Regions from separate parts of the Mus musculus genome. Here regions 2, 3, 4, 5, 6 and 7 are each linked to region 1. Evidence: chromatin contacts called from public Micro-C and promoter capture Hi-C data. All regions are on one chromosome and are shown on one strand. The core of a region is the stretch at or near the end of the contact, and the rest is flanking DNA. Distances in the headings are between cores, read along the strand shown. Region 1 holds the start of BC051142 (cDNA sequence BC051142). Region 2 holds the start of Ppt2 (palmitoyl-protein thioesterase 2). Region 3 has its middle 16 kb from the start of Psmb9. Region 4 holds the start of Notch4 (notch 4). Region 5 holds the start of Rnf5 (ring finger protein 5). Region 6 holds the start of Fkbpl (FK506 binding protein-like). Region 7 holds the start of Psmb8 (proteasome (prosome, macropain) subunit, beta type 8 (large multifunctional peptidase 7)).

What was found. Promoter capture Hi-C pulls out the DNA fragments that hold promoters and counts their contacts. Hi-C and Micro-C count contacts between places; a contact is called where the count stands out from the background. Capture Hi-C pulls out chosen DNA fragments and counts their contacts.
Region 2: a promoter capture Hi-C map of adipose tissue shows a contact between it and region 1. The contact joins the promoter of Ppt2 here to the promoter of BC051142 in region 1. A contact is called at or near these places in 6 of 39 promoter capture datasets (embryonic stem cells, frontonasal cranial neural crest, hippocampal neurons and 3 more), 1 of 15 datasets of contacts at CTCF or cohesin (pro-B cells), 21 of 484 Hi-C or Micro-C datasets (B cells, the HL-1 cell line, Th1 cells and 12 more), 4 of 115 datasets of contacts at active chromatin or transcription factors (the HPC-7 cell line, bone marrow-derived macrophages, embryonic stem cells and 1 more) and 3 of 9 other capture datasets (adipose tissue, liver and macrophages).
Region 3: a promoter capture Hi-C map of the HPC-7 cell line shows a contact between it and region 1. The contact joins the enhancer-like site here to the promoter of BC051142 in region 1. A contact is called at or near these places in 7 of 39 promoter capture datasets (the HPC-7 cell line, cranial neural crest, embryonic stem cells and 2 more), 4 of 15 datasets of contacts at CTCF or cohesin (embryonic stem cells, large pre-B cells and pro-B cells), 19 of 484 Hi-C or Micro-C datasets (B cells, CD4 T cells, bone marrow-derived macrophages and 7 more), 12 of 115 datasets of contacts at active chromatin or transcription factors (acute myeloid leukemia, bone marrow-derived dendritic cells, bone marrow-derived macrophages and 5 more) and 5 of 9 other capture datasets (adipose tissue, embryonic stem cells, liver and 2 more).
Region 4: a promoter capture Hi-C map of the HPC-7 cell line shows a contact between it and region 1. The contact joins the promoter of Notch4 here to the promoter of BC051142 in region 1. A contact is called at or near these places in 16 of 39 promoter capture datasets (3T3-L1-derived adipocytes, the C10 cell line, the HPC-7 cell line and 10 more), 1 of 15 datasets of contacts at CTCF or cohesin (stem cell-derived epiblast-like cells), 30 of 484 Hi-C or Micro-C datasets (the HL-1 cell line, the MC3T3-E1 cell line, adipose-derived mesenchymal stem cells and 13 more), 7 of 115 datasets of contacts at active chromatin or transcription factors (bone marrow-derived macrophages, embryonic stem cells, epiblast stem cells and 1 more) and 4 of 9 other capture datasets (adipose tissue, embryonic stem cells, macrophages and 1 more).
Region 5: a promoter capture Hi-C map of cancer-associated fibroblasts shows a contact between it and region 1, with 6 times the contacts expected there. The contact joins the promoter of Rnf5 here to the promoter of BC051142 in region 1. A contact is called at or near these places in 9 of 39 promoter capture datasets (the 3T3-L1 cell line, the C10 cell line, the HPC-7 cell line and 5 more), 7 of 484 Hi-C or Micro-C datasets (B cells, the HL-1 cell line, bone marrow-derived macrophages and 4 more), 8 of 115 datasets of contacts at active chromatin or transcription factors (acute myeloid leukemia, bone marrow-derived macrophages, embryonic stem cells and 4 more) and 4 of 9 other capture datasets (adipose tissue, liver, macrophages and 1 more).
Region 6: a contact with region 1 is called in a Micro-C map of embryonic stem cells, with 1.9 times the contacts expected there. The contact joins the promoter of Fkbpl here to the promoter of BC051142 in region 1. A contact is called at or near these places in 10 of 39 promoter capture datasets (the C10 cell line, cranial neural crest, embryonic stem cells and 7 more), 1 of 484 Hi-C or Micro-C datasets (embryonic stem cells) and 5 of 115 datasets of contacts at active chromatin or transcription factors (the 230-238 cell line, the HPC-7 cell line, bone marrow-derived macrophages and 2 more).
Region 7: a promoter capture Hi-C map of embryonic stem cells shows a contact between it and region 1, with 2.9 times the contacts expected there. The contact joins the promoter of Psmb8 here to the promoter of BC051142 in region 1. A contact is called at or near these places in 11 of 39 promoter capture datasets (the C10 cell line, the HPC-7 cell line, HPC-7-derived erythroid cells and 4 more), 5 of 484 Hi-C or Micro-C datasets (B cells, cerebral cortex and embryonic stem cells), 14 of 115 datasets of contacts at active chromatin or transcription factors (acute myeloid leukemia, bone marrow-derived dendritic cells, bone marrow-derived macrophages and 7 more) and 4 of 9 other capture datasets (adipose tissue, liver, macrophages and 1 more).

What each region holds. Positions count from the first base shown.
Region 1 is chr17:34,397,232-34,401,172 of GRCm38.p6, reverse strand. It overlaps BC051142 (cDNA sequence BC051142), which reads right to left and starts at 2,353. Exons shown (of 20, transcript NM_001001177.2): 1 at 2,320-2,353.
Region 2 is chr17:34,625,769-34,629,234 of GRCm38.p6, reverse strand. It overlaps Ppt2 (palmitoyl-protein thioesterase 2), which reads left to right and starts at 1,800. Exons shown (of 9, transcript NM_001302396.1): 1 at 1,800-1,910; 2 at 2,240-2,430; 3 at 2,623-2,776; 4 at 3,304-3,399. The coding sequence starts at 2,248.
Region 3 is chr17:34,169,317-34,173,077 of GRCm38.p6, reverse strand. No RefSeq gene overlaps it. Among named protein-coding and RNA genes, the nearest start is that of Psmb9, 16 kb to the left of the region's middle. Within about 2 kb of position 1,762, at least 97 of the 459 cell types and tissues checked have an H3K27ac peak or open chromatin away from gene starts, as enhancers often do. A contact at or near this core is called in B cells, the HPC-7 cell line, adipose tissue and 6 more, where this site is marked.
Region 4 is chr17:34,562,972-34,566,372 of GRCm38.p6, reverse strand. Notch4 (notch 4) reads right to left here and starts at 2,078. Exons shown (of 30, transcript NM_010929.2): 1 at 1,864-2,078; 2 at 991-1,072; 3 at 605-900. The coding sequence starts at 1,927.
Region 5 is chr17:34,601,634-34,605,381 of GRCm38.p6, reverse strand. It overlaps Rnf5 (ring finger protein 5), which reads left to right and starts at 1,821. Exons shown (of 6, transcript NM_019403.3): 1 at 1,821-2,048; 2 at 3,073-3,091; 3 at 3,185-3,297; 4 at 3,394-3,448; 5 at 3,524-3,641; 6 at 3,716-3,748. The coding sequence starts at 1,909. It also overlaps a transcript of Agpat1 not described here.
Region 6 is chr17:34,643,371-34,647,295 of GRCm38.p6, reverse strand. It overlaps Fkbpl (FK506 binding protein-like), which reads right to left and starts at 2,482. Exons shown (of 2, transcript NM_019873.3): 1 at 2,343-2,482; 2 at 479-2,051. The coding sequence starts at 2,036. The coding sequence ends at 993. Atf6b (activating transcription factor 6 beta) reads right to left here and starts at 150. Exons shown (of 18, transcript NM_017406.4): 1 at 1-150. The coding sequence starts at 82.
Region 7 is chr17:34,196,446-34,200,333 of GRCm38.p6, reverse strand. Psmb8 (proteasome (prosome, macropain) subunit, beta type 8 (large multifunctional peptidase 7)) reads right to left here and starts at 2,139. Exons shown (of 6, transcript NM_010724.2): 1 at 1,789-2,139; 2 at 954-1,101; 3 at 652-763; 4 at 64-193. The coding sequence starts at 1,935. It overlaps Tap1 (transporter 1, ATP-binding cassette, sub-family B (MDR/TAP)), which reads right to left. Exons shown (of 11, transcript NM_013683.2): 11 at 3,109-3,766. The coding sequence ends at 3,560.

The DNA.
Region 1 (3,941 bases), core at 1,104-3,603:
CTACTGCAGCTGTCCTACCTCCTTTGCTTTATTCCATTCCTGGTAGGTTGGGCTTCTGACTTCCATTTTGCAACAAACTTACAGAGTCATCAACCTTAACTTAGAGAACAGCACATTTACACTTAGGGTTGGGAAGAGACAAACAAGGTTTGGAGAAAAGAGAAATAGGGAATGGGGAATCTCTTTCCATATCCCTGATTGCTTGTAGTATCAGTAAACATCTCAATTAATATTGGATTAAGGATGCCATTAGGTGGCCATTTATATTGATTCTCTAAGGAATATTGAGGCCAATTTTGAATGGAGAGGCGAATAAATTTAGGGTCCTTCAGGTTGGGTTTCAGGTATACAGGTTGGTGGTTTCTAAAAGACATCCCAAAGCAATGAGAGCGTAGGAAATATACCATTCCCATAGATGAGAAAGGGGAAATGGAATGTCCCTGCAGCCTGTAGTCATGGGCATCCCCTGACTCAGGGAGAACAAATTGAGGACCAAGCCATTCAGTGGGTCAGTGGGTCATCACTACAACTCAGTGGGGTCATCTTAGACTGGCTAAGCCAAAGAGTCTTGGTGCCTGGTATCAGGACTTTTGTAGAAGCCAAAAGGTGAGAACAAGAACCAAGCTCTCATAGAGGGTCTTATCCATAGGAAAATTTTGGGAATGGAGTTGCAAAAGTCACAAGGACCTAGAGAAGTTGTGGAATTTATAATTAGCTTAAGTGAGAGTGGTAAAATGGGGCAGGAAGGGTTTCGATGGCCCAGTAGGACCTAAAGAAGGTGCAGGGTTGCAGCTCTGAGGGTGGTGGGATAGAGTCAGGACAGGAAGGGTTGTAGTAGCCCTCAAAAACTGCACTGAAAACCACCAGGGCCTAGAGGAGCTGTGGGATAGGCAGCTCTGAAGGGAAGGTGAGCAAGGGCAGGTAGGGGCACCATGGCCCAGGAGACCTAAAGGAACTGTAGAATAGCAGCTCCAATGGTGGGAGAATGGGGGGCAGGTGAAGAGTGCTAGTTGTAGCTTTAAAGACCACAGCTGGAGGTACCTCCACCTCCAAGAGTACTAACGGGGTGCTAGACACCCAACAGTCACATCCTCGGACTCAGGGAAGCATTTACACCCACCAGAAGGGGAAGCTTACCTAATTGTCACTGGTGGATGGGGTGTCAAGTAAGCAGTGAGCCGGAAGGTGAGACTGCTGCAAGCCAACTGGAGATAGGGGATAGGGTCCTAGTGCGGCTCAGACCCCAGAACTAGGGGGAGCACAGGCACCAGGAGAGCCTATCCAAGTCACAGCACTAAAATGTGTTTCTGTTCGGATGGGAGGGTATCTTGGAAGCCCAAGAACCTTACAGCTCTACTGGAAATGATATCCCAGCAGAAGGGCATCCTGAGACAGGAGACCACAGGAACCACACAGCTCTGCAAGGAAGCCTCCTCAGCAGAGGCATTGCAGCTCCCAGGGGAGGGTCTCCCCAGCTGAGCTGAGGAGCTCAGGAGCCTCAGCTCCACTCCTTCTCTTCACTTTTTCTCTTCATTGTTTCTTTTCTTCTTGGCTTCTTTTGAGGCGAGTGGAAGGCATATGGGTGTGGAGGAACAAAACCAGGGATGGCTGCCTTCTGCTCCTGGGAGAGGACAGCAGGGAACTGGACGAAAGGGCAGTGCTTATATAGGATTTCTGAGGGGGCAGTGTTTTTCGGGGCAGAGATTTCCAGAGTGAGGATTGGTGGGATTTTAAGTCTTGAACTTGGGAGAGCGCAGGAATTGGTGGGTTTTCCTGCTTAGGGATTGGTGGTTTTTTGTTTGTTTGTTTGTTTGTTTGTTTTGTGGGAAGCTCAGGGATTGGTGGCTTTTTTTTTTCATCCCCCCTCCCCCCCCCCCTTTCCCTGCATCAGTCAGACCCATGGGTTAGGGTAGGAAGTCCTTCCTGACTGCAGCCGGCCTTCGCCAGGGTTTGCTGAGGCACCATCTCTGTGGGGAGGCTAGGGGAGACTGGAGAGGAGGCGCTGCTGCCATGGTGGACAGTTCCAGCGGCGGTATTTCACTAAGGCTGTAGGCTGAGGCGGGACAGGGGATCCGCCACTGCAAGCTGAGCGGCCGCGGTGAGGCCGTTTTAACAGGAGCCGCCATTTTGGACAGCTCCTGTGGGACGCTTCATCGTGGCGTCGGCTGTGGCCTGCGGCGGCAAGGACAAACCTGCCGCCGCTTTGAGCGCTTTTGTGGCGCGGCAGCTTTTGTGGGGCTGCCGCGCTGCTCAGGGACTGTACGGGGGCGGGGAGTGAGCTGGACACGCCGCCTGTGGCAGGACTACACCATGACTAACCTTCTCTTTCCTTCGGGCTTGTTAGAATCCCCCTAACTGAAGGAGTGCGGATTCCCTGGTCCAATCAAGAGGCTGAGCTTAGCTACGTCATCAGTTACCAGGGATGGCTGCTCCTGGAGGCGTCCACAGCGCCACAGCCTTCTCCAGCTCTAGGATATGAGTCTCCTGAAGTGGGTGCACGTAAATCACTTTTGACATCTACACTATTAAGCTGAAGTGCAGTAAGCGCCAGGCTAAAGGTGCCTGGCTACACAGTCGTCTTCCTTCACCTCCTTTGCTCTCGCACAGCTTCAAATACAACAGTTGTCCTAACAGCTTTATGTAGGAAAAGTGAGTACCACCCCCCCACCCCCCCACCCCCACCCCCAGTCCTCAAACTGCTGAGTGAATGACTGACCATCACAGAGCTGGCCCAACTCCGCAGCCTGGTTGAAATGTTTCAGCTGCAACTGGATCCAGCACTAAAATAGTAAATAAAAAAGAAATTGCTGGTTTCAAAGAGGTCCCTCACATTGAATTTCTAACTAGCAACTGATGATGCAGTTCATATCTGACGCTGATTGGTCCTTAATACTGACCTTATCCAATCCAGCAGCAAGGCTGTGAATCTCCTGCTTCTTATGGCCTGGGGCATAGATGGAGTGAGGAGATAGTTGCCAAGGTGTGAGACCACTATCTCTCCTGCAGCGGGATGTGACTGTGGCTCCCCAGAGGCCCCTGTTTGGCCGCTGTGATCGTGATGCTGATGATGCTGAGCCCTTCTGTGGCTTTGGTCAGGGACCCCCAGTGTAAGTGCACACCTCAGGTTCTGAGCTGCTGGGTACGGAGGGAGGAAGGAGCTAACTTCCTCACTGTCCAGGCCAAGTCCCTTGTTACTATGGATGTTTTCTGTGAGCATGCACAGACCTCACATGAAATCCAAACTATGTCCCCAAACAGAAGCCTGGATGTTTGTGCTCTAAGAGCTGTGTGAGAGGTCCCTGTGTATCAGCCATTGTTTTTCAAGTTTCCTCCAGTAACATCTCTAGCCTTGTGTCATCTTCCATTAGGGCCCCAGGGGGACTGATAAATCATGATATTAAATTAACTTCTCACACAGGGGTTTTATGGGTTGAGCTATGCCAGGCAAAGAGGTCTTTGTATAAAAATAGAACTTCATATGTGTATTTCTATTCTATTTTGTATATTTTGTTTTAGTAAAAAAAAATAAAGTTAAGTAAAATATTGGTCTAATCAGAAGATTTCTGTGAAGGTGTCATAGAGTCAAGGGATAGCAGGGAGATCCATGTGCGCCCTCTGCAGGCTGTGCAGCTGCTGCTTAGCCACCTGTGTGTCTGAACCCAGGGCCTCCTCGTTCTCTCTCCCTGGCCCCAGTGCTTGCGCAGCCTGTTCCCGTGTGGAACCTCTGCTGGGTGGTGGCTAGTGTTTCCCCTTGTCCTTGGGAGCACACAGCAGCTAAGACTGAGGAAATAGCCTTCGAGATGATGGGCATCTGTGGGCTGTTCTAACGAACTTGAGGCCCCTTCTCAAACCCCTGAGTGGGTTAGAACCCATTTGGTGTTTGTGATTTGAACATGTTTGCATTTTTATTTTTCTTCCATATTCTCTGGCCTGAGCCCATG
Region 2 (3,466 bases), core at 551-3,050, 230 kb before region 1:
ACCACACTTATCTCCAGACCCCGTTCAAGCAGTCCCTGCTCATCCATGGGGTTGCTCCCTCAGTTTCCCTCAGAACATCCTGCAAGATAGTTCTAGGTTTCTCCAGGTGTGAGACAGAACTGTACAAAGAGTGGAACCAAGAGGTTCAGACCCCCCCTCCCCCATATACAGCCTGACAATAGAGGTAAGATGCTGACTGTGGCTAAAGAAAAGGAGAAAAAGAAAGCGCCTGTGGGGGTACACAGGTACCTTCTTTCTCTAGGGTTATAAGAAGCTGAAATGCTTCATCAGAGGGAAGCAAGCTCTAATTGCTTGTTTGTGACAGGCAGGTTTGGAAAAGCGTGCTTGTTGGGGGCTGAAGAGTTCTTGGTCCAGTCAGCAGTCACAACCTCTCCTTAAAGCACTCCCTCTCTCCCCCCTCCTCCTGCCCCAAGACGCAGATCCACCCCCGGAGTCAACCCAAGACACAGCGGTGACTTCCACTCTTTTTATTTGCTTTTTGTGTCTTGTAAGGGCGTGGGTGGGGAGGTGGGGTAAGGATAGGCCCTCTACAGAGGTTACACCAGTTGAGCCTTTTTTGCAGAAACCTAGCAGGAGAATCAGAAACACCCCTTTAGGATTTTCCAACTCTCTCCAGAGACAGTTGCTCTAGGACAAAGCCCCTCTGGTGGCGTCCTGGAGAGCAGTCTCCAAAGCCCTGGCTTGAGCCCGTTCCAGGTCTGAGAAATTTTTACCCACGGCCTCATACCGGTGGTTCTGGTTTTTCAACCGTGCATGGATCAGAGGGAACCTTGGACCCATCCCTCCCACACCATCTTCAATACACGCTTCTGGTTTTATTAAGTTCAGATTAAACAAAGTCCCTGAGTACAGGCCTTGAAGCTCAGAAACCCTGCAAACTTATTTAATTGCTAAGTAAAAGCACTGACGGATAAAGGCTATTCCCTGGCACTCCGGCGCGCCGTAGGGGTCACGGGTAGGCCGAGTGGTGCCAGCGCCCGCAGCGGGGAGGAAGTCTGCCTGCACTGGCAGGGTTTGTGTCGCCAGCAGCCCGCAGGGATCTGAGGAGCAGTTTGTCGGGGTCGCTCAGGATTGAAAGACTGGTGGAAATCCTGTGGTGAGTCCTTGAAGCCCACGGGGCCCCACGCCCATATAAGGTGGGTCCGGGAGGGTGGGTCGTGAATGCGGAGATAAAAGTAGGGCCAGAGAAACTGGGTCAGGCTGCACTTCACTTGAGGGGCCTGGAGGACTCTCGGCGTCTCCGGAGACAAGGGCACAACACGCACTTCAAAGTGAAGAGTTGTAAGGCGCTGATCCGGAGCGGGAGGGCAGGCAGGAGTGGGAAGAGGGGCTCTTCAGCTGTGATCGGCCTGGCACTCTGGCCTAACACAAGCCTGGCGTCCAGCGATAGAAGCGGGAGTCGCCTTTCGTCAGTCCTAACCTCCCCCCTCGCACGTTTTCTTGGGCTCTGCTACGAAGCCAGACAGCCTGGATTGGAAAGTGGGCCGCATTAAGGAGGGGAAGTTGCACCCCTGGGTGGCTGGATGCAGCTGAAGCCTAGGAATGCCTTCTTTAGAAACCCAGTATTATCTTTTTCTGCTGTTGCCTCTCCCCATCCGGCTAAATGGATCGCTCTGTCTATTTCCTCCCCAGTTCTTTGGGTGCAATGGAATGTTCCATTGCCCCTCCGGTCCGCTGTCCGCGTTGCAGGGGACGCTCGCCCTGTTGCCAGGGAAAGTCCCGGACGTGACGGCTTTGCGCGACCCCGAGCAGCACCCCCCCCCCCCCCCCCGCGCCCCGTCCGTCATCCCACTGCGCGCTCTCCTTGTCCCCCTATCCCCGTATCCGGTGGATTACAGACTAGGTACAAGTAAACAGCTGGCGGAACGAAGCCTCCAGACACAGACCAGGTGGGAGTTTCCACTCTCCGTGTGTCCTGGGCCGCTGTTCCCCGGCCTTTGCAGATCCCAGAGTAGTGAATGGCCGAGGTGATGCTTAAGGGAGATCCTGGGCCTTGGGACAAAGTCCCTTGGGCGCCAAGTTGGGGGCGGGACTTAGGGTGAGCATTGGTGCATGGAGGTGGTAGGTGTTTGTGCCGAGCCATCTGGATGGAGTAAGTTAAAAGTAGCCTTCCCTCATACGGACCAGGAGTAGGAGCGGAGGCCGGAGAGTTGCTTGCTGTGAGTCTGTTGGGAGTGGAGAGGCGTCGTCTCCCTCACGGCCTCTCGTTCCTTCTCAGGTGGGAGCATGCCGGGGCTATGGAGGCAGAGGCTTCCTTCGGCTTGGGCTTTGCTTCTCCTGCCGTTCCTGCCGCTGCTGATGCCCGCAGCCCCCGCAGCCCACCGCGGGTCCTACAAGCCCGTGATCGTGGTGCACGGGCTCTTTGACAGTTCATACAGCTTCCGCCACCTGCTGGACTATATCAATGAGGTCTGTGGGGGATACTGAATGGATATAAAGTGGCTGGGGGAGGAAGCGTGGGCAGATGAAAGACAGCCAGCCCCTCTAGGCTAGTTTTCAGGGTACTGCTCCCCGCACGGGGAGAGCTGAGGGATGGGGGTTCCTGCAAGCACAGTGAATACACTTTGTCCAACCTAGTGCCGCATTGCCCCTTTCCCACAGACACACACCGGGACTGTGGTGACAGTGCTTGATCTCTTCGATGGCAGAGAGAGTTTGCGGCCCCTGTGGGAACAGGTACAAGGGTTCCGAGAGGCTGTGGTCCCCATCATGGAAAAGGCCCCTGAAGGAGTGCACCTCATCTGCTACTCCCAGGGTAAGCAACGCACACTCTTAACTCCCAACCCCCGTCTGAGCTTGACCCTTATCTAAGGCCTACTTTCTGGCGTTTGTGTCCTGAGTGGGAGGGAGGGTTCCTTCTGTGCTCATTGGCCATGGTTCTTAGATTTAAGGAATTACAGAGCAGCTAAAAGCATTTCAGTTGGTCAGAGGCCTAAACTCGCACCATGGCTCCATCATGTGACCTGTGACCCGTGCTGGAATGGAGTGTATCGGAGGCCTGGGATTCTGAGAGACAGGAAGTAAGGATCACTCCAGTGGCTATTCTTAAGACCCTTTCGGAGCTGGAGAGATGGCTCAGCGGTTAAGAGCACTCACTGACTGCTCTTCCAGAGGTCCAGAGTTCAATTCCCAGCAACCATGTGGTGGCTCACAACCATCTGTAATGAGATCTGATGCCCTCTTCTGGTGTGTGTGTCTGAAGACAGGGACAGTGCACTCATATACATGAAATAAATCAATCAACCTAAAAGACCATTTCCAACACTGGTGCTCTGCTTCCAGGGGGCCTGGTGTGCCGTGCTTTGCTGTCTGTCATGGATAACCACAATGTGGACTCTTTCATCTCCCTCTCCTCCCCACAGATGGGCCAGTATGGAGGTGAGTGGGCACTGTGGGTGCCATAGAAGGCAGTATAGTGTGTTCGGGGCACAGAGATTTGATGGCC
Region 3 (3,761 bases), core at 513-3,012, 230 kb after region 1:
TAAATCTGATTGACTAATTAAGCATTAAGAGTCTTGATTCTACCAGGTAATTAGGTATTGAGATGGCTAACCAGGGCTGTGTGGGGCATTGTGTGAAAGTGAGAGGAACTCGGGGGCCCATCTGAGAGATGGCCCAGTGCGAGCCGTGTGGCAGGGCTGGTGAGTTGGTGGCAGAGAGACTGAGCGAGCGAGATCACCTGGCACAGGGGCTAGCTCTAGAGAGTTGTTGGTGGCAACAGGAGCGCAGGAGCATGGCCTGGCCCCACTGAGAGTTGGCGGGTTCATTTTTTAATATTTCTTGAAACACACAGCAACCTGTAACTTCAGCTCCAGGATATCTGATGCCCTCTACTGGCCTCTGTGGGCACTGCACTCAGGTGCACATACACAGAAGCACACATAAAAGTAAAAATCAAAACTGAGTCTCTAAAAATTATGTTTTCAAAAAGTGTTTCAATTCAACTTCATGCATTGTGGTGGTCTGAGTGACTATAGCTCCCATAAGCGCACATTTTTGAGTGCCTTATCCCCAGTTGGGGAAGGTGTTTGGGAAGGATTAAGAGGTGTGGCCTTGGAGGAGGTGTGTTAGCTTTGGGTGGGGTGGACTTCAAGGTTTCAGAATCCCAGGCCACTCCAAGTTAGCTCTCCCTGCCCCACCTCTGCCCCCTGCTTGTGAACCAGGTGTGAGCTCCCATCCACTGCTATGGTGCTAAGCCATTTTGCCTGCTGCTATCGTCCCTGAAACTGTAAGCCCCAATAAACTCTGCTACAAGTTTGCCTTGGTCATGATGCTTTGTCGTGGCAATTGCAAAGTAATTAAGACGTGCATTCACCATTTCTTCTATCTGGCTTGTCTTAAGACTCAGATGAAATGAGACAGGGTGGCACACACCTGCAATCTTAGCATTTGGGAGAGTAAACAGGGAAATTTTAAGTTCAAAATCAGCCTAGGTGTCAGGCATGGTAGCATATACCTTTAATCCCAGCACTCTGGAGGCAGAGGCAGATTGATCTCTGAGGTCAAAGCCTGCCTGGTCTACAAAATGAATTTCAAGACAGCCAGGGCTACACAGAGAAACCCTGTCTTGGGGGGGGGGGGGGAATCTAAGAAAGAAAATATTCAGATGAGTTTTTTAAGACATTTTAATTTGACATGCATGAGTGTTTTGCCTGTGTGTATATGCAGCATGGGGTGGGTATTTCTCTCTCTCTCTCTCTCTCACTCTCTCTCTCTCTCTCTCTCTCTCTCTCTCTCTCTCTGTGTGTGTGTGTGTGTGTGTGTGTGTGTGTGTGTTGCTCATGGAGGCCAGAGAGAGTTCAGATTCCAGGAACTGGAGTTACAAACAGTTGTGAGGGGCTGGGGACCAAACCTGGGTGCTCTGCAAAAGCAGCCATCTCTCCAGCCCCTCCGGTAGATTTTTAAGTCCCCTGCTACAGTCTGATAGGAGGCAATGTCAGCTTAGATGTGTAATTTCCTTTCCGTTGTTCTATTTCCTACAAACATTCTTTGCCCTCAATGAAAGCATATGCAGTCGCTAAAATACTGGTAACATTCTACCCAGAGAAACGTTACCTTAGCGTTAAATATCCTCATTTAATTTCTGTTGCTGTAATAAACACCATAATCAAAAGCAAGCTGGGGAGGAAAGGGCTTATATGGTTTCCATATCCTGTTTCCGGTTTATCTTTGAGAAAAGTCAAGGCAGGAACTGAAGTAAGGCGTGAGCGGAACGCTGCTTCCTACCTACCCACGATTCACTCGCTTTGTCTTTTCAGAAACCCACGCCCACCTTCTCAGGGGTGGCACCGCCCACAGTGGGCTGTGCCCTTCCACATCAACCATTAATCAAGAAAATGGCCCACAAATTTGTCCACCGGTCAATTTGATGGATACATTTTCTCAATTGAGGGTCCTATTCCCTGTGTCAAAGTTAACACAAAACTAACCTGTACACCAAGCAAGATTTGAACTCTTGTTTTGCTTGTCTTCTCTTTTCCGGGTCTCCCCCCCCCCCAACACTTTAAATTTGATATTAGGATCGCTCTTTTAATAAGGACTAAGAAGTACCTAATTGTGTCAGGCTGAGTCGTGAGAGCACATGTCTTTGGCGCCACCTAGTGGACAAATGTGTAGTGGCTACCCAGTGAGAAAATCCACAGGTTTGGAAGTGTGGAGAGCTTGGTTATTTTATTATCCTGAATCCAAGGTATGAAGTTGAAAACAGCAACAGCTAAAGGAGATTCCAAAGAAAACCAGCCACCGTTTTCTAATCTCCACAGAGAGTGGAAGTTAGCCACCGTTAGAATCTTTGCCTCTATAGCAAGCGGATGGAATCTAGTGCCAGCAGAGCATTAAGTGTGAGCTGTCTCCCAGATAAACGCCTGCAGTCACCTACTCAGCCTGACACACCCAGTCTCCAGCATTTACTTAAAGGATAGCTTTGCCTGTGTGCTGACATCCCTGTATCACTAAAGTCCTAATTTACCAAATTTTCACTGTGGCCACAGAATTCCTTGGGTTTTTCAGCTTCTATTTTATTAACAAAAAACATTCCCTCTCAGATCAAAGGAATAAGAGATTTTGTTTTTCTGAACCTAATATAAGTAGATGGCCACAGTCCAGGGACAACGGCTCAGTTTGCCCTGTGGCAGGAAGACAGTTAAATAAGCGTTTTGATAGGAAGTCATAAATCAAGCCACCCGCCAAATACATTAGTAGGGATGTCAGGGCAAGTGGGTTACAGCAAAACAAGAAGTCTTTCTCTGCTGTAGATTTCAGGTACTATCTTATGGCACTCTGAGTTTGGGGATCAGTGGAAACCAGCAGTTTGCTAAGTTAATATACTCAAAATATTTTTCCCCTCATAGTTGAAAGGGTTATGATTGACAGCTTTAACCATCAACTTTACATGACTCACAATAACTTGGGAAGGGACTCTCAATGAAGGATTTTACACTGGGTTGGCCTGTGGGCATGTTTGTGAGGGGTTGTCTGAAGTTAATTGATATGGGAAGACCCAGCCCACTGTGGGTGGCACCATTCCCTAGGCAGGCATCCTGAAGCTCGTAAGAGCAGAGATGGTGAGCTTACCATAAGCAGGCAACACGCATACATTCCTTTCTCTCTGCTCTTGACTGAAGGTGTGAAGTGACCAGCTATTTCAGATTGCCACCTTACCTCCCCACAATGATAGACGTCACCTGGAATTGTCAAAACCTTCCTCCTATTTTTTGAGGGGGATGATCAGGGTATTTTTCCATCAACAGAAATGATTCTAGTTCAGGATGTCACATCAGCTTCAGAGGTGGACTCCAAATGACTTTAAGAATACTAAAGAAAGTGACTGATAAATAAATCTGACTTTAGAGCTTCAACTCCACAGCTCTCCACAATCAGGGAGTTCTAATCAGTAGGTCAACCTTACAGAGACTTGGACAATGGTGTGATTTCTTTTCTAGGAATATTCAAGAAATGATCTCTCATTCCACTGAGTCTGAGGCTGCCCAGAAACATCCACAAAAGGAGAGTTTAAATTTCCATTTAAAAATCATTAACAAGTTGTAGCCTGTAGGTGTCAGCAAAGACTGACAATGGGCAGGAAACCTGGCTGACCAGCGGGTGCAAAGCGGGTGTTCAGGGTTGATTCTGCCTTGTGTCTCTTTTTCCTGAGTGTGTGTGTGTCTGTCTGTCTGTCTGTCTGTTTCTCTCTGACTCTATCTCTCTCTTTCTGTATGTGTCTGTTTCTATGTCTCTCTGTGTC
Region 4 (3,401 bases), core at 829-3,328, 170 kb before region 1:
GTTTACAGATTGGGAAAATTGAAGTGGGGAAAGCTACTCTGAATGTGGGCAGCACTATTCCCGTATTGCTGTTCCGGACTTGCATAAAAAGCAAGCAAGCCGTGTACCAGCACTTATCTACGTCTGTGTGCTAGTTAGTTGTGTCTACCAATTTGCCACAACCCAGATCACCGGAGAAGAAAGCCTCAGTTGAGGAATTGCCTAGGTCAGGTTGCCCTGTGGGCTTGTCTTTGGGATCCTCTAGACTGATAATTGATGCAGAAGGGCTCAGCCCACTGTGGGCAGCACCATTCCCTATGCGTGGCATCATTCCCTAGGTGAGGGTCTCAAACTATGCATGGCAGGAGAACGCTAGATGAGACCAAGCAAGCAAGGGTGTTGCCGTTCTCTCTGCTCTTGACTGTAAATCTTGTATGATCTGGCAGCTTTGGGTTTCTGTTCAATATTAGGCTGTCACCTCTACCAGGACTTCCCTACCAGGATGCTGAACCCTCAGACCTTGAGCCTGGATAAAGCCTTCCTTCCTTCAGGCAGCTACTGCCATTGTGGGGAGTTGAGTCACAGCAACAAGAATGACTTACAGGCTCCTCCTGATTGTACTTACCTGTCCACCCAGGCTCGCAGGAGCACTGTGGGCGGCCTGAGGCCTGAACATAGCAGTGACCCCCGTTGGAACAGAAAGAAGGTGGACAGAGCTCTTCCAGATGGGTTTGGCATCGATCACCGGTGAAGCCAGAGGGGCAGGTGCAGGAGAAGTGAGGGGTCAGTGGAGAAGTAGGACTACGGGAGCTTGGGGGTGTGGGGAGCAGGGCTTGGCAGCTGCCACCATTCTTGCAGAGTTGGGTATCCCTGCAGGGGTCAGGAAACTGGCAAGTCTCACCCAGAAATCCAGGGGCACACCTAGGGGTAGAGGGACATTTCAGGCCAGTGATTCCCCCTCCTCCTCCCCGTCCTGTCTCCCCAGGTCCCGCTCCTATGATGCACACTCACTGGCAGATCCCTTGTCCCCGAGATAGCCTCAGGCAGGTGCCTCCGTTGGCACAGGGCTCTGGGGATCCTCCACACAGAAGCTCTGGAGAAGAGACTGGAAGATGAGATGGAGCCCAGGGTCCAAGGGTCTCCAGATGGCTTGCCCTTCCTCCACCAGGTCCTCCTTACAGGCCACTGACCAGCAGCTCAGCACTCCCCCACCCCATGTTACCCAGGTGCATGGTGCTCTATCATTCTCTCTCTCTCCTTCACACCCCAGTCCCAGTCTCCACAGGGTCCCCTTGTCCCAGCCTTGTCCCAGGCCTTCCATTCATAGCTTGTTATTCTTCCCACCCCTTTCCTGTTTATTCTCCAGTCTCCCAAGTTCAGCCCAGCTCCATCCCCCGGAAGCAGGGCAACAGGGCTTAGGAGGGAGCCAAGAGCGCTCCTGGGATGTGAATGGCTGAGACACCTAAGGGATTTCCTTCAGGAAAGGCCAGCAATGAGCCACTGGGGTTGGGGACATCTGGACAGAAAGGGAGCCGGTGGGCTCTTCTCTGTCTCCATCTCTTGCTTCTCACTCCTCTCTTCCCCATATCAGGCAGTCCATTTTTTCTCCTGTTTGTCTGTCTGTTCCTCTTACTTCAGAACCAGCTGGCTTCTCCCTGGGCATGGACACCCTCCTTCCCACCCAACAGCAGGCACCACCCCTAGCACCAGGCACAAACCTGGGTCTCCTGTAGCCCCGGAGTCAGTCAGCCCTCCCTGCAGGTTGTCCCCATTAGAGGGGACAGAATCTCCTCCCTCCAGTGTCCTTTCAGAGCCTGGGACTTGGCTTTCTTCCCTGACCTCACCAAGCATCTCCCCAAGAGAGATATGCCCCCACCCCCTCACCTCTGGTCAGGATGACAGGGAAATTGAGTGGCAAGAGCAGCAGCAGCAGCAACTGGGGCTGCATTCCAGAGCGCCTGCCCCTGGCCCGGATCTCCTCTCCCTCTTCAGGCAGGGACCCTCAGAGCCCTTGTGGCCAGGCAAGGCCACCTCCTCTGCCTCTACCGCCCTTCTTCCTCCTGAGCCTGCTGCACGCCTCAGTCTGAGCTGTTTCCTGAGTCACACAATGTCCTGGACACCCTACTGATGGGGGGTGGGGGGAGCGAGAGGTTGGTGTGTGTGTGAAGGAAGACAAGGGAGAGTAAGAGAGGGGCGTGGCTGGCCGGGAGGGGAGCTGGTTTGCTCTTAGGGCCCAGGGTGGGGGGTCAGCCAAATGGGGGAGTTCCTGTCATTTTAATGGTCAATACGGCTTCCTTTTCACAGGACTGGGAGTGGCAAGGGAATGCTACTGTGACCCAGGAAGGGCAGGTCTTAGACAGAGGTGTTGGGACAAGGGGAGGATTCTCAGTTTCTGGTGTGACACACCCTCTTTTCAAAGGAGCAGCAACGTGTCTTGAACTGAAACCGGTCACTTTGGCAAACCCAGGGGATCTTTAGACCTTTCCTTGGCTCTTTCTGGGGGTGTTAGTTTTTTTTTTTTTTTTTAAAGATTTATTTATTTATTTATTTATTTATTATATGTAAGTACACTGTAGCTGTCCTCAGACACTCCAGAAGAGAGAATCAGATCTTGTTACGGATGGTTGTGAGCCACCATGTGGTGGCTTGACCTTCGGAAGAGCAGTCGGGTGCTCTTACCCACTGAGCCATCTCACCAGCCCGGGGTGTTAGTTTTTTAAAAAGGTATTTTGAGACAAGATCTCACTGTGCGCAACATCCTGGCTGTGCGAATCGTCCTGGCTGGCCTGGAACCTGTGGGATCCTTCTGCAGCTGCCACCTGGGTGCTGAGGTTACAGGCACATGACTCCATGCCTGGCTTTTTCCTGGGGAGTGGACAGGACGCTGGGCCCTCCTCCGAGTGGAGACGGAACCCAGGCTTCCCGTGTTCTACACTGATACTTTACCACGAGTCTGGAGGCTTGGCCTTCCTTCAGAGAGGAATGTAAAATATTGTCATTACCAATAACAAAGGGACACTCTATTTCATCCACCTCTACCTCTCTCCTCCACAAAGGATGCTGGGGTACAGTCAAGATGTTAGTCAAGACATAAAATTTAAGTCATCTATAAAAAAAGACAACCATAAAGGGAATTCATTACCCCCAAAAGTTCATGCTACCTCCTTTTATCTTTATTAAAAGCAAGCAAGCAAACAAACAAACCCAACCAACCAACCAAATAAAAAACAAAAACACAAAAAAAACAAAAAAACCTCAACTTTGGACAAGGTCTCATTCTGTAGCCCAGGCTGGCCTGGAACTCACCAGGTAGTGGAGGCTAGCCTCAAACTCACGAGCATCCTGCCCCAGTCTCCTAAGTGCTGGGATTACAGTGTGTGCTATAATGCCCAGGGCTCACTCTCCCTGAGGACCCAGCACAG
Region 5 (3,748 bases), core at 572-3,071, 200 kb before region 1:
TCTGACCTTCTCTCCCTTTCAACCTTGTTTTCCTACTTAGTACTTTCCTAGTTCTTCATTCACCCAATCTGAGCCAACCACTCCCCCCCCCCCCACACACACACACACGATCTGGCCGCTGGCTTTTGGTGGTGTATGCTTGTTAACAGCAGTACATGAGAGCCTCGGGCAAGAGTATCCGAGTTTGAGGCTATAGCTGAGACCTGTAAGAAGCTAAGTCCTTTCGATGGAATTCGAGCAATAAAACACTGCTTCCTAAGGGTGATAAAATGGTGGGATGTGCCGCGTATCTAACTGGCCAAACCCTACTTCCCTCTTCACACTCTGGACGAGTCCATCGTTCCTACCTCCTATTCGCCTATTCTGCATCTAAACCTCTTCAATACTCCAGATCCTCGCTTCTCCGTACCTCCTCCTATAGAGAGTCCCAGCTTCTCACCTTTCTTTATTCCTCAGTCACACAGGTCCTTTATCAAGGTATTGAATAATCCTTAGCTAGCGTGTTCTCGTCTCCCGCCCATGGACACCTTTGCCCTGGGTGATTTACATGGCTTGGTGAAGAGCCCTTGCGAATGCGAGGACTGTTACCTAATTCTGGGCCTTGGGCCATAGTGAGGGTCACTGAGTGCTGGAAAGGCCCTAGCTGCCAGCCGTCCAGCCAGGAAAAAGATCCAAATCTATGCAGGGCAAACTACAAGGAAGGGGCGGATCTACCCCATTCTACGGCGGGTCACCTAGGGGTCGGCCTCTGTCCTTTGGGCGCCCACTCCCAAGAGGGTGGAACCAGTCCTTTTCTGCTTGTAAGGTTTAGGACGGAGTGGGGGTCCACTGTGGTCTGCTGTGTCACATTACAACGGTGGGCCTTTGGCTCGGTCCTGCTGTGAGAATCACCTAGAGAGGCTAAGTCGTCCAACCGAGAGAGTGGGGTTAACACCGGCGCCACAGACCGACGGCCGCACCATCCACGCGTCGGGCTAACCCCAGCTCTGCTCCCCGCTTCTCCGAGAGGGAGGGGCGGACCCAAGGTCTTCCCTCTACGTCACCCAAGGAGGCCGGAGCCATCTTGAACCCTGCGACCCTGGTACTTCTGCCCTTCCCCCTCCCCCCTTAGCTCTGCACCGTCTCTCCAGATCTCGGCCAATCAGCGGCGGAGTAAACCGCCCAATCAAGCGGAGAGAGTCCGGGCGGAAAGACCCGGATAAGGCCGAGTCGAGGCCTTTGAACCTAAGGCCCCGCCAATAGCGGAGGGGTTGCCATGGTGACGAGAGAGAGCGAGTGAAGGGGCGGGACTGGAGTCGACACCGCCTTCGTCTGGGTTGGCCTATTCCACGCCCCCCCCCCCCGCTTATTGCGCATGCTCATTCTTCCGTGTCATGCCAGCCAATCATTTGATTTGGAACCATTCGCTCTAAAGTCCAATAGGAACCCGGACCTTCTAAGAAAGAGGAAGAGAAGGAAAAAAAGAGGCTTATGGTGGGCGAGTTCTGTAGGCCTGAGCCAATCCCTTCTGAGCTTTGGTTATGACTGGCAGCTGAACTGACGAATCAAAGCCTCTTTAGCTGAGTGACAACACAGGCCTAGCTCATTATGACCAATCCCTCGGCAGTGCATAGTTACTGAAGCCCTATCAGCCAATCATCATCGTGCAAGGGTAGGGGCCCCACACACACCTTTTTCCGCCCCCACTCTTTGGATCAATCGTGTCCTTTGAATTCTATATGATTGGCAGGTACCTCGACCAATAATGATGAGAAAAACTTGAAGTTTGCCCAACGATCCTGGGCCGAAGGCGGACCTGCTTTGTTGGGGCGTGAGTGTGTGTGTGCCTGTGTGTGTGCCCTGTGTTAGTGTATATGTGTGTGTGCCTGGGGGTACTGAGGGCTACGTGGGGGCGAAGCAGAACTTGCCATGGCAGCAGCGGAGGAAGAAGACGGGGGCCCCGAAGGGCCAAATCGCGAGCGGGGCGGGGCGAGCGCGACCTTCGAATGTAATATATGTCTGGAGACAGCTCGCGAAGCTGTGGTCAGCGTGTGTGGCCACCTGTATTGGTGAGAATCCGAGTCAGGGGCTTGGGGTGAGGCGGCGGGGTTCGTCTTTGTGCTGGGGAGGCCGAGAGCGGGGACCATGCAGTTTTTTTCAGATGACCAGAGGGCATATGTCCCACCCCACCTCCCCACATACACGTAGGGGAGGCCTAAAGTGAGGACTTGTGTCTTTGCTGATGTATGTAGATGGGGTGGGGGTGCGGGAAGGGTCACATCTGTGCAAATGAGATATCTTTCCAGGGAGGGTCCTATGAGCTGGTGCATGGTATGTTATGAGGAGGAATGGGAAATGGGGGACGCTGCATATTCCTCCATTCGAGACCTGAACCACAGTACCCCGTTAGACCTACCCAGGTGTTGAGATAAAATAGATGAGAGACTTTTCAGTTTAGGGGATGTGCCTGTCGGAGGAGGAGGGAAGATCTAGGGACTATGGACCTAGATGTGGGTCATATTAAGATGAGATGTGGGAGGGGGTGATTTGTCAAACCTGAAGACAATGGCATTGTGTAAGGACAAGATGGAGAGGGTGAAGGGTCATGGAGAGAGGGGTTTTACTGAGCTTGAAGTAAGGAGGAGAGGAACAATGTGGGTGTCTGAAAACCATGGGAGTCTGGAGGATTAGGAGCAAGAATGGAGTTCAGGCTGAAAGGAAACCTGTTGAATTGGGAAGTCAAGTTCGGAGGCAGAAAGGGGGAGGTTGAAGGTGTGTGTGTGTGTGTGTGTGTGTGTGTAGAGGGAGACAGACAGGGAGAGACAGAGAGGAGACACCGGAAGAGAGAAAAGGATCAAATGTGTGGAGGATGTTGAGGACCCAATGTGAGTACCTTTAAATGTCAAGTATCAAAGGCAAGAAGCTGGAAAAGTCAAGTTAGCAAGTATGCTAGAAGCTGTTGGGAATATGGAGAGAAATGGAGCAGTAGAGCAGCAGTGCCTGGGAGACAGGTGGTGGGTGGGCTTCCATGTTCTGGGGTCTGCAGCTCTCTTCTGTAGTTTGACGTGTGCTTTTTGTTTGTTTTTCATCCAGTTGGCCCTGTCTTCACCAGGTATGTGTTCATGAGGTGGACTGGGAAACAGGGAGGGTCAAGGAGCTCCGAGATGCTCTTTGTACTTGAAAACACTTCATATTTCCTTTGCAGTGGCTGGAGACCCGGCCAGACCGGCAAGAATGCCCGGTGTGTAAAGCTGGCATCAGCAGGGAGAAGGTCGTCCCTCTTTATGGGCGAGGGAGCCAGAAGCCACAGGATCCCAGGTGAGACCCAACACGATGCTGAGGGGAGCTGCAGGCTTCTGTCCCATCCCGAGACAGGGTGTGAAAGGTGCTGCCTGCCTCTCTCCTTCCTCTCAGATTGAAAACTCCACCCCGCCCTCAGGGCCAGCGACCAGCTCCAGAGAGCAGAGGGGTGAGTCTCCTTGTCCAGCCGTGTCCCTCCTTTGCCCAAGCCTATGGGCTTCCCTCATCTTCCCTGCCTCCCTAGGGGTTCCAGCCATTTGGTGATGCCGGGGGATTCCACTTCTCCTTTGGTGTCGGTGCCTTCCCCTTTGGCTTTTTCACCACCGTGTTCAATGCCCATGAACCTTTCAGAAGAGGCGCAGGTAAGGATTTTCCCAAGTCTCCCCGCGCCCTCTCCTGGCCCTACATGTTTCTGAAGCTTTCTTTTCCCTTACAGGTGTGGATCTGGGACAGGGTCACCCAGCCTCCA
Region 6 (3,925 bases), core at 1,233-3,732, 250 kb before region 1:
GGTTGTCGGTGAAGAAGCGCGTCGGGTCGGCGATCTCACTGAGGAGCATCAGCTCCGCCATCTTCCCCCCACCCCCCACCATGAGCCGGCTCCCCGGCCCGCCTCCTCCCGGCCGCGGCAAATCCATGAGCTCGCTGAGGAAAACCGGCGTCCCGGAAGTCCTGATGACCAGTCAGAGGCTTAGTTGGTGAACACGTGACACGAAGGAGCAATGACTGTGCATGCCGGGCCAATGGCACGGGTCAGCCGCTTTACCGATCCAGGCGAGACTGTGCGTGCGCCGTACAGGCCCCAGAAACTAGCATTGTGGGAAATGTAGTTCCTAGCACTTAGGGTTCCGGCATCTGGGCTAGAGTGTTCATGCTTGAGCAGTTGTCCGCAAACATCTGCACCCATGTGGTGCCCATAAACTCATGAAGGCACACGCATAATGAATGAATTATTAATGAATAAACGAATGAGCAAAGTTCCAGCATTTAGGATAAGAGATGGCTCAGCAGTTTAATATTGCTTATTGCGACTAGGCGGTAGTGGTGCACGCCTTTAATCCCAGCACTCAGGAGGCAGAGGCAGGCGGATCTCAGCCTGGTCTACAAAGTGTGCTCCAGGACGGCCAGGGTTGTTACACAGAGAAGCCCTGTCTCAAACCCTCCCACCCAAAAGGAAAGTGCTTGTTGCTCTTATAAGGGTCTGGATTACATTCTCAGCACCCACACCTGGCGACACGCAACCACTTGTAACTCCACCTCCCTGGGATGCAACTCCCTGACATCCGGAAGTTCTGGCGTTTGCCACAGCCAGTCCCAAATAGACAACCTCTCCTATCCTCGGAGGTGGATACGCTTCCCGGGACTCCCTCCACCAAGTGGCTCACTGACACCGTCGCTAACTCCCTGTAGGTCAGAACGAGATACGAGTTCAAACAACTTCCTTCGGGGCCCTTGAAAATTCCACAACACAGACCACAGTTCGCGGGTTCCTGTCTCCTTTAATCAGCTAAACATCTTGCGCAGTCCCCGAGCCAGCCCTGCATCCTGTTTCCTTCCCTGAATGACCACCTTCCCCAGCTCCTCTTTCGCTGCACGGTTTTTGGGATCTACTGCTAGCACTTTCTTGAAATCAGCAGTGGCTTTTTCCAAGTCCCCGAGGGCAGCCCGAGCAACCCCCCTTCGGTATAAGGCCTTTAAATGGCCCGGCTCCCGCTCCAGCACTCGGTCACAGCTCTGGGCTGCCAACTGGGGGTGTCCTAGCAGCAACTGGCAGGCAGCCAGATTGGCATAAAGGGTAGTTCGTTCGGGAGGGCCGGGTGGGGGCAACGTCAGCAGCAGTCGGAGAGCCCGTCCATAGCATCGGGCAGCCCCTTGAGGGTTCCCAGCTCGAAACAGTTCTGTACCCCTTCTGTGTTCTTCTTTGGCCAGAGCCTCCTTCTCCATAGCCTCCATCTCCCAGGAGTCCCGGCCATTGGTGAAGGAATCCAGTCTGAGTTTAGCAAGAGGTGCAGAGGATCCAGGAAGGTGAATCTTTGCCTCCTCACCTTGACGCATAGACTCCAGGCATTTTTCCATGAGTTCCCCCCACATTTTTTCCCTCCATTGTCCTATGCCTATGGTTAGTTCTGTCCAGCCCTCTGGCATCCCAGATCCAAAAGGAAATCCCAAAGCCAACACTTGGCATTTGGAGCCTAGCTTGGGTTTGTCTAAGCCATGGCCAGGGACTATGATCTTCTTTACAAAACTCCCATCAGGACAGTACCAAAGATCAGAAGCTTGGAGGTGCTCTGCCATCTCATTGGTTGAGACTTGAAATTGATCAGAGTCACCTTCAAATCCAGCCACGGGATGTTCAATCTCTTGAGTCTCTACAATTTGATTGGCTGGATCCGGTCTCACTCCCACCTTCAGGGCTTCAGGGAGAAGACCTGGGGACCGCTGCCTAAACGGAATGGCTGTATTTAAGATTTGCTGGGCGTTCTCTTCCCGCTGCTGCGGCTGAGCGGTGTTCTTCTCGTTCATTGGGCTGATAGGTGAGGTCTCCATTGGATCTCCTGATCCCTTCCACAACAGATAAAGGAAAGAACAGTTTAGTCTGGAAAGTGATGGGTCAAGTGTAGTTCAGACCTGAGCAGGTGAAAAAAACAAACAAACAAACAAACAAAAAACCGAAACCATGTAAATTCCAGAATTCCTAGTTAAGACTCCTCGTAGTGCTAAAAGTTTCTCCTTTTTTTCCCCCCTTCCCAAGCTAGAATCCACCCAGGTCTAGTTTAGAACTATAAATTCTGTAATTCCCCATGGTTCGGGTAGTCGCCCCAACTATGGGCACTTGACCGGGTCAAAAAGTACCTGAGAGACCAAGGAGCATAGCAGGACGGCCTAAGTCACAGTTGTTGCATTGTGTATGATGTTGAGGCCTGGAAGGGCAGCCTGGGAGCAGCTGAGAGTCTCTATCAGCTCTCGAGCCCTCAGAGACGGAGAAGCTAGTCCCTAACACGACGGCCAATCAGGAGCACGAAGAGGTTCCTTGTCCCGCCTCTATGGTGACGCCATTTCCCTAGCAACCGTGAAGCGCCATACCTTAGCAACCGGACTAGACCTAAGCAATAGAATTAGCCAAATCGAACCGAGGTTGACAAAGATCTGGCTGACTGGTTTAGTCAAAATGTAAAAAGGCCAGAAATGGGAAACTTGGGCTGAGGAAGAGAGAGCAGTGGTAGAGAGCTTTACCAAGCATGCGTAAAGACCCTAAGTTCGAGCTTCAGTTCAAATGTAAAGGCTGAGATTTTAGCTGCTTTCAGACCCTCCCCTGTTATTATACCCAAATTCAGAGATCTTAGCTGAAATCAACCCCTGTCCATTTTGGCTCATCCTTGATTGACTTTTGCCACATATCCATCATTGCCCTTCAACTGAGCCCCCTGATCCAGAATCGTAGTGTTTTTCAAACTCGAATGAGCATGTCCATCATGAGAAAATATATTAAATTGCAGACCTGGATTTCGAAACTCTCAGATGGAGCCTGCGATTCTTGGATAGTGCTCCAGCCCGCTAGCAGTGTGATCCCTCAGTGACCTCATTCCGCACCAGCTTAGTTTGTCCTATATATTTCGTGTGTAACTGGTATCCCATGCTCCAGTGAGAGGAGCGGCAGAGAACAGCTCTCCTCCTCCCTACAGAAGGTGTAGATAGATCCCGTTTGTGACTCAGCCTTGCTGGGCAAACTGCCTGCACCGGCTGGACCAGCACAGTTCTTCCGGGAACGAGAACCCCTTATTATCTAAGCACCTTACTTTGGCATATGTTGTTCTTGGTGTTATTGACAGGGTCATGTGTATCCCTTGCTGGCCTGGAACTCTATGTAGAAGAGGATGCTGGGACCACGGGCATGCCCCACTGTGCCTGATTTATGTGGTACTGTGGATCACACCCAGAGCTTCATTGATGATACAGGGTAAAAGAAATACTGACAAGCTTTACACTGATTAGAATATAAAAAGAATACGTGTACTAACAAACGTCCTCGGAGATATTAAATAAATAATTAAACCAAGAGGCTCTGACCCAACTCTTACTTAAACATACATAGCCTACAAACGAGCTTTGCGTAGCAGTTTAGGAAGACAAGTAAATAGTTACACACCTGAATTCATTGAAATCTAAGTGTCTTTTGCCCTTTGGAGCCACTTGTTTGTCGGAAACTCTCCTCTTACCAGGCTTTGCTAACCTGCCTTGGAAAAGTGACCTTGGGCTTCAACTTGCTCAGAAAGTGAAGTTGGTTTAAGGATAATAGAAACTGCTGGGCTTCCTAATGACACAGAAAAGTGTAGCCAGGAGATCAGGAAGGCTGCCATCTGCCTTTGTAAATCTGCTTGACTGCCCAGAGAATGTAATTCAGGGGTAACCAAACCCCCAGTTTCTGCTTTTGTAAC
Region 7 (3,888 bases), core at 890-3,389, 200 kb after region 1:
GGGAGGGTTCAATGGGTAAGACACCTCGGGGGGGGGGGGGGCTCACAGACATAGGCCACCCACCTTCTTGTCCCAGCCACAGATCATGCTGCCCATGGAGAGGCCCATCCCCCGGTACTGCAGCATCATGTTGGAAAGCAGCTTGGATGCTGCAGACACGGAGATGCGTTCCCCATTCCGAAGATAATACAACCTGTACGATCGATCGAGGAGGAGGAGGAGAGAGAAGGAGGCCTCAGGGGCGGCAGCTACACCTGCATTCATTTTCTCCCATAGCACGAGGGAGCAGGGATTGTAGAGATGAGTGTTTGGAAGGTATGGACTTGTGGGACGGGACATAAGAGTAAAGGAGAGTTTGGGAATTTAAAATCTCTGATCCGCATTTTAAAAGCCTAGTAAATGATACCACCCTGCAGGTTAAGTGACTGCCAGATTATCTGGTTTATAAGCAGGGACCCAGGCTAGGATTTGGGAGATTTTTAATCACATGAAGGAGATATATATATATATATATATATATATATATATATATATATATATATATATCCCTTATGGTTGCTAAAATGGATCACCCGATGGGGGTGTAAGTGACCTGGGACATGGTGGGGACGGGGGAGGGGCTGAACAAATGAGATGATAAAACCGGCCTACCTGCACTCCTTGGCCAACAGCCTCTCCCAGTACTGGCAGTCGGCTGCACAACCAGACATGGTGCCAAGCAGGTAAGGGTTAATCTCGATCACTTTGTTCATCCTTAAGGAGCCTGGAAGAGTTTTGAGATCAAAGAAATGAGCCCACAGCTCCCCACCCACCCCTCACCCCCCATCCCACCCCCACCCTCAGTGTGCTATAATGCCAGCTCTGTCTGAACTTCGGCCCAGGCCTTCTGCTCTACTGAGGGAACAGCTCCACGAGTCGGACCATTGGAGCACACATGGAGCACACATACTCACTAATGTAACTCCCTGCAGTGGCCCTGGAGTCCACAGCCACGATGACGCCATGCTGGAACTTGAAGGCGAGTGTGGTTGTGCCGTGGGCCATCTCAATTTGAACATTCCTTTCCTGGTCACCACCAAAGGACCTCAGGAATGCGGTGGGCTAAGAGATGCAAGAGGCAGAGGGGCACCTCAGTGCTAGGAGGCTCCTGGCAGGGTGGCAGAGTGAGGAGGGGTCTGCAGACTCTAGATGTCAGTAGCTCCGAAGAAAGAAAAGCAGGATTTAAGCCCACCAGCTTTCTGCTTTCCAGCACGTGGGAACAAAGGTCATGGTAGGCGACTTCAAGGTGTTTCCTAATCCGTGGCTCCTTTGGTTCTCGAAAGCACATTTTAATAACTTGCTCTCATTTTACAGTAGAGGGGCTTGAGACCTAGGCCATCTAATGTGTCGTAGGACACACAGGGTGGGTTGCTGAGACCAAGTAAGGCCACCAAAGTTCATAGGTCTTCCAAGACAACTGTACAGCCCCTGTAGTAGTTAGCAGTGAGTCTGTGGAAGGCATGGTGGTCTGTGCACTGTGTCTTGGGATTGGCACCAACCATCTTCTCAGTCTCGCTGTCTCAACTCCGTGCGTGACTCTCTCTCCTTCTGTCCCTCCCCCACCCCTTTCTCCCGCCTTCCCATGCCTTAATCTCCACGTTGGTTCTTCAGGGCTAGCCTCGATGCTGCTCTCCTGGACGGCCCCTCCTGGCGTCCTCACCTCCTCAGACCCAGGCAGACACTCCTTCCTCTGTGCCACCCACCACCACCCACCTCCTGCATCTCTCCAGAACGCCCTACAGTCCTCACCTGCATTCCCCGGGGAAGTGCGAGCTCCGGAGCTTGCGCGGAGAAACTGTAGTGTCCCGGGTCCGAGCGACCCCCGCTTCCCGCATCCAGGGCAGCCCACTCGGGCCGCTGCCCCCGAGCGGCACCGCACAGATCCAGTAACGCCATGACCACTTGGCCCCGAAGATCCGTCGACTCTGCGACAAGGAAGTGAAAGCGAAAGCCACAGTACCAAGGGGAGGGAACCAGTCCCCCACCCCCATCCCCTGCCCTTTCCGAGTAGAGCCCAGTTAATGGGTGTCTGAACTAAAACAATGTGTTGGGGACGAGTTTTCCTGCTGCCACATCAGTGAAACCAGCTAGAGAATGGGCTGTGGGGTGGAAGAAGAGGTGCGCCTTCGGAGGCCGCCTAGCAGTGGGGTGCGTGAAGACCCACAGGCGGGGGACGGGGGGGGGCATCTTCTGGGAACAGCGGAGGACTGAATAGGGTCCTATCTCCTAAAGAGGTTGTCTAGAACGTTGGAACCTGAGAGGAGTATTGAGCAGATCCACCTAGGCGTGCGTCCTGGGGATGGGGGCAGCACTCAAATAAATGAGCATCATTTTATAGAAACTGGAAAATGCGATAAATGGATGCACAGGGGTCTTTAGGTCCTGGGACAACCAGGAAAAAACGGAGAAAGACGAACCAAGGAGAGGACTCAGTCGGGCCTTTTCATGTGTCCCTCCTAGGGCCCCTCTTGGTTCAACAGTCTCACTACCCTGAGCCACCCACGAGGACGCGCCCTTGCCCGGGGCTGCTCACGTCGCGCAAGTCAGGGCTGCGCGCTCCTTCCTTGAATCCTCAACCCCACCTCTTCTTTGCAACCTTTATGGACATTATCTGCCCAGGAACTGCTGACGTCACACACCGGGCCCTCCCTGAATGGAAGAGATTTACTGGCTAATCCTATCCATTTCATTGAGATTATCCCGGCGTGTGCCGCTGAGGAGAAGATGAAAGAATCTGAACGGGCGGGCGAGGTTATCCAGTCTGATTTTCTGGGGTCCCCACCCGCGGCGCTACCGCGCTTCCTCCAGCCTCAGCGAGGAAGAGAAGGACTCCAAGATGCAGTTGCTGCTGCCTTGGGGTGCGGAGAGGGAGGGGCTGCCGCCCGGTCCAGCTCAGCACTAGGAGTCCGTGGGTGAGCAGTAAAGAGAAATGAGAGCCCCAGGAAATAAAAGCTGATGGACCCAGAAGTAAAACAGAATTCTGAAGAAGAACGGGACACTGTCCTGGGGGGGGGGGGGGGGCTGACTAACTCAGCTAGGACTTTGCGGGAGCTAAGAAACGGGAGAAGCCACAGTACAAAACACCAGTTTTATTACAAATATCAAACACCCATAGAACACCCAAATGCCAGCCTATGCCTTTGGTTAATTGCAAGCTGCTTGTCCTTTCTCTCTGTACACTTTGGGCGTTTCTTCTCATTCTATCACAACGCCACATAAACCAGGTTTGTGTGTGCATGCTGTGATACAAGCTCAGCACCGGGAGGGTGGAGACCGGAGATTTAGCAGCTCAGTGTTGGTGTGAGGTACCTGAAACCCCGTCTAATAGGGAGCGGGTCGGGGAAACACATTCGTGGTAAATTCCGGGTATCTCCTAGAGTTTACATTTTCTCATGTAACAAGCACCTCCGCTCCTCAACTGTCTCCGTGGGTGTGGTAATATCTTTGCTCCCAGGTTCTCTGTCACACAGAGTAGAGGACAGGAGGGGGACAGCACGCAGTGTGCAGTCCAGAGGCCTTGTCAGTCTGCAGGAGCCGCAAGAGCCTCTACCATGGCCCGGTAGCACCCTCCTCTCTTCATGAGCTGCAGGTGGGTGCCCTGCTCGCCGACAGAGCCTTCTCTGAGAAAGAGGATGTGGTGGGCCTGCTCTGCCAGGCTGAGCTGCTGGGTGATAAGAAGAACCGTCCGAGAAGCCCGCTTGGGGCTCTCATACAGGAGCCGCTGGACCTGGAGAAACACACAGACATTACAGTTCAGGGGACCCCTGTGCTTCCAGGGCTGGGACACATTGTCGATATCCCTGGTCTGCAGCACCCCTCCAAACCTATGACTTGTTAAGATGTCCTCAC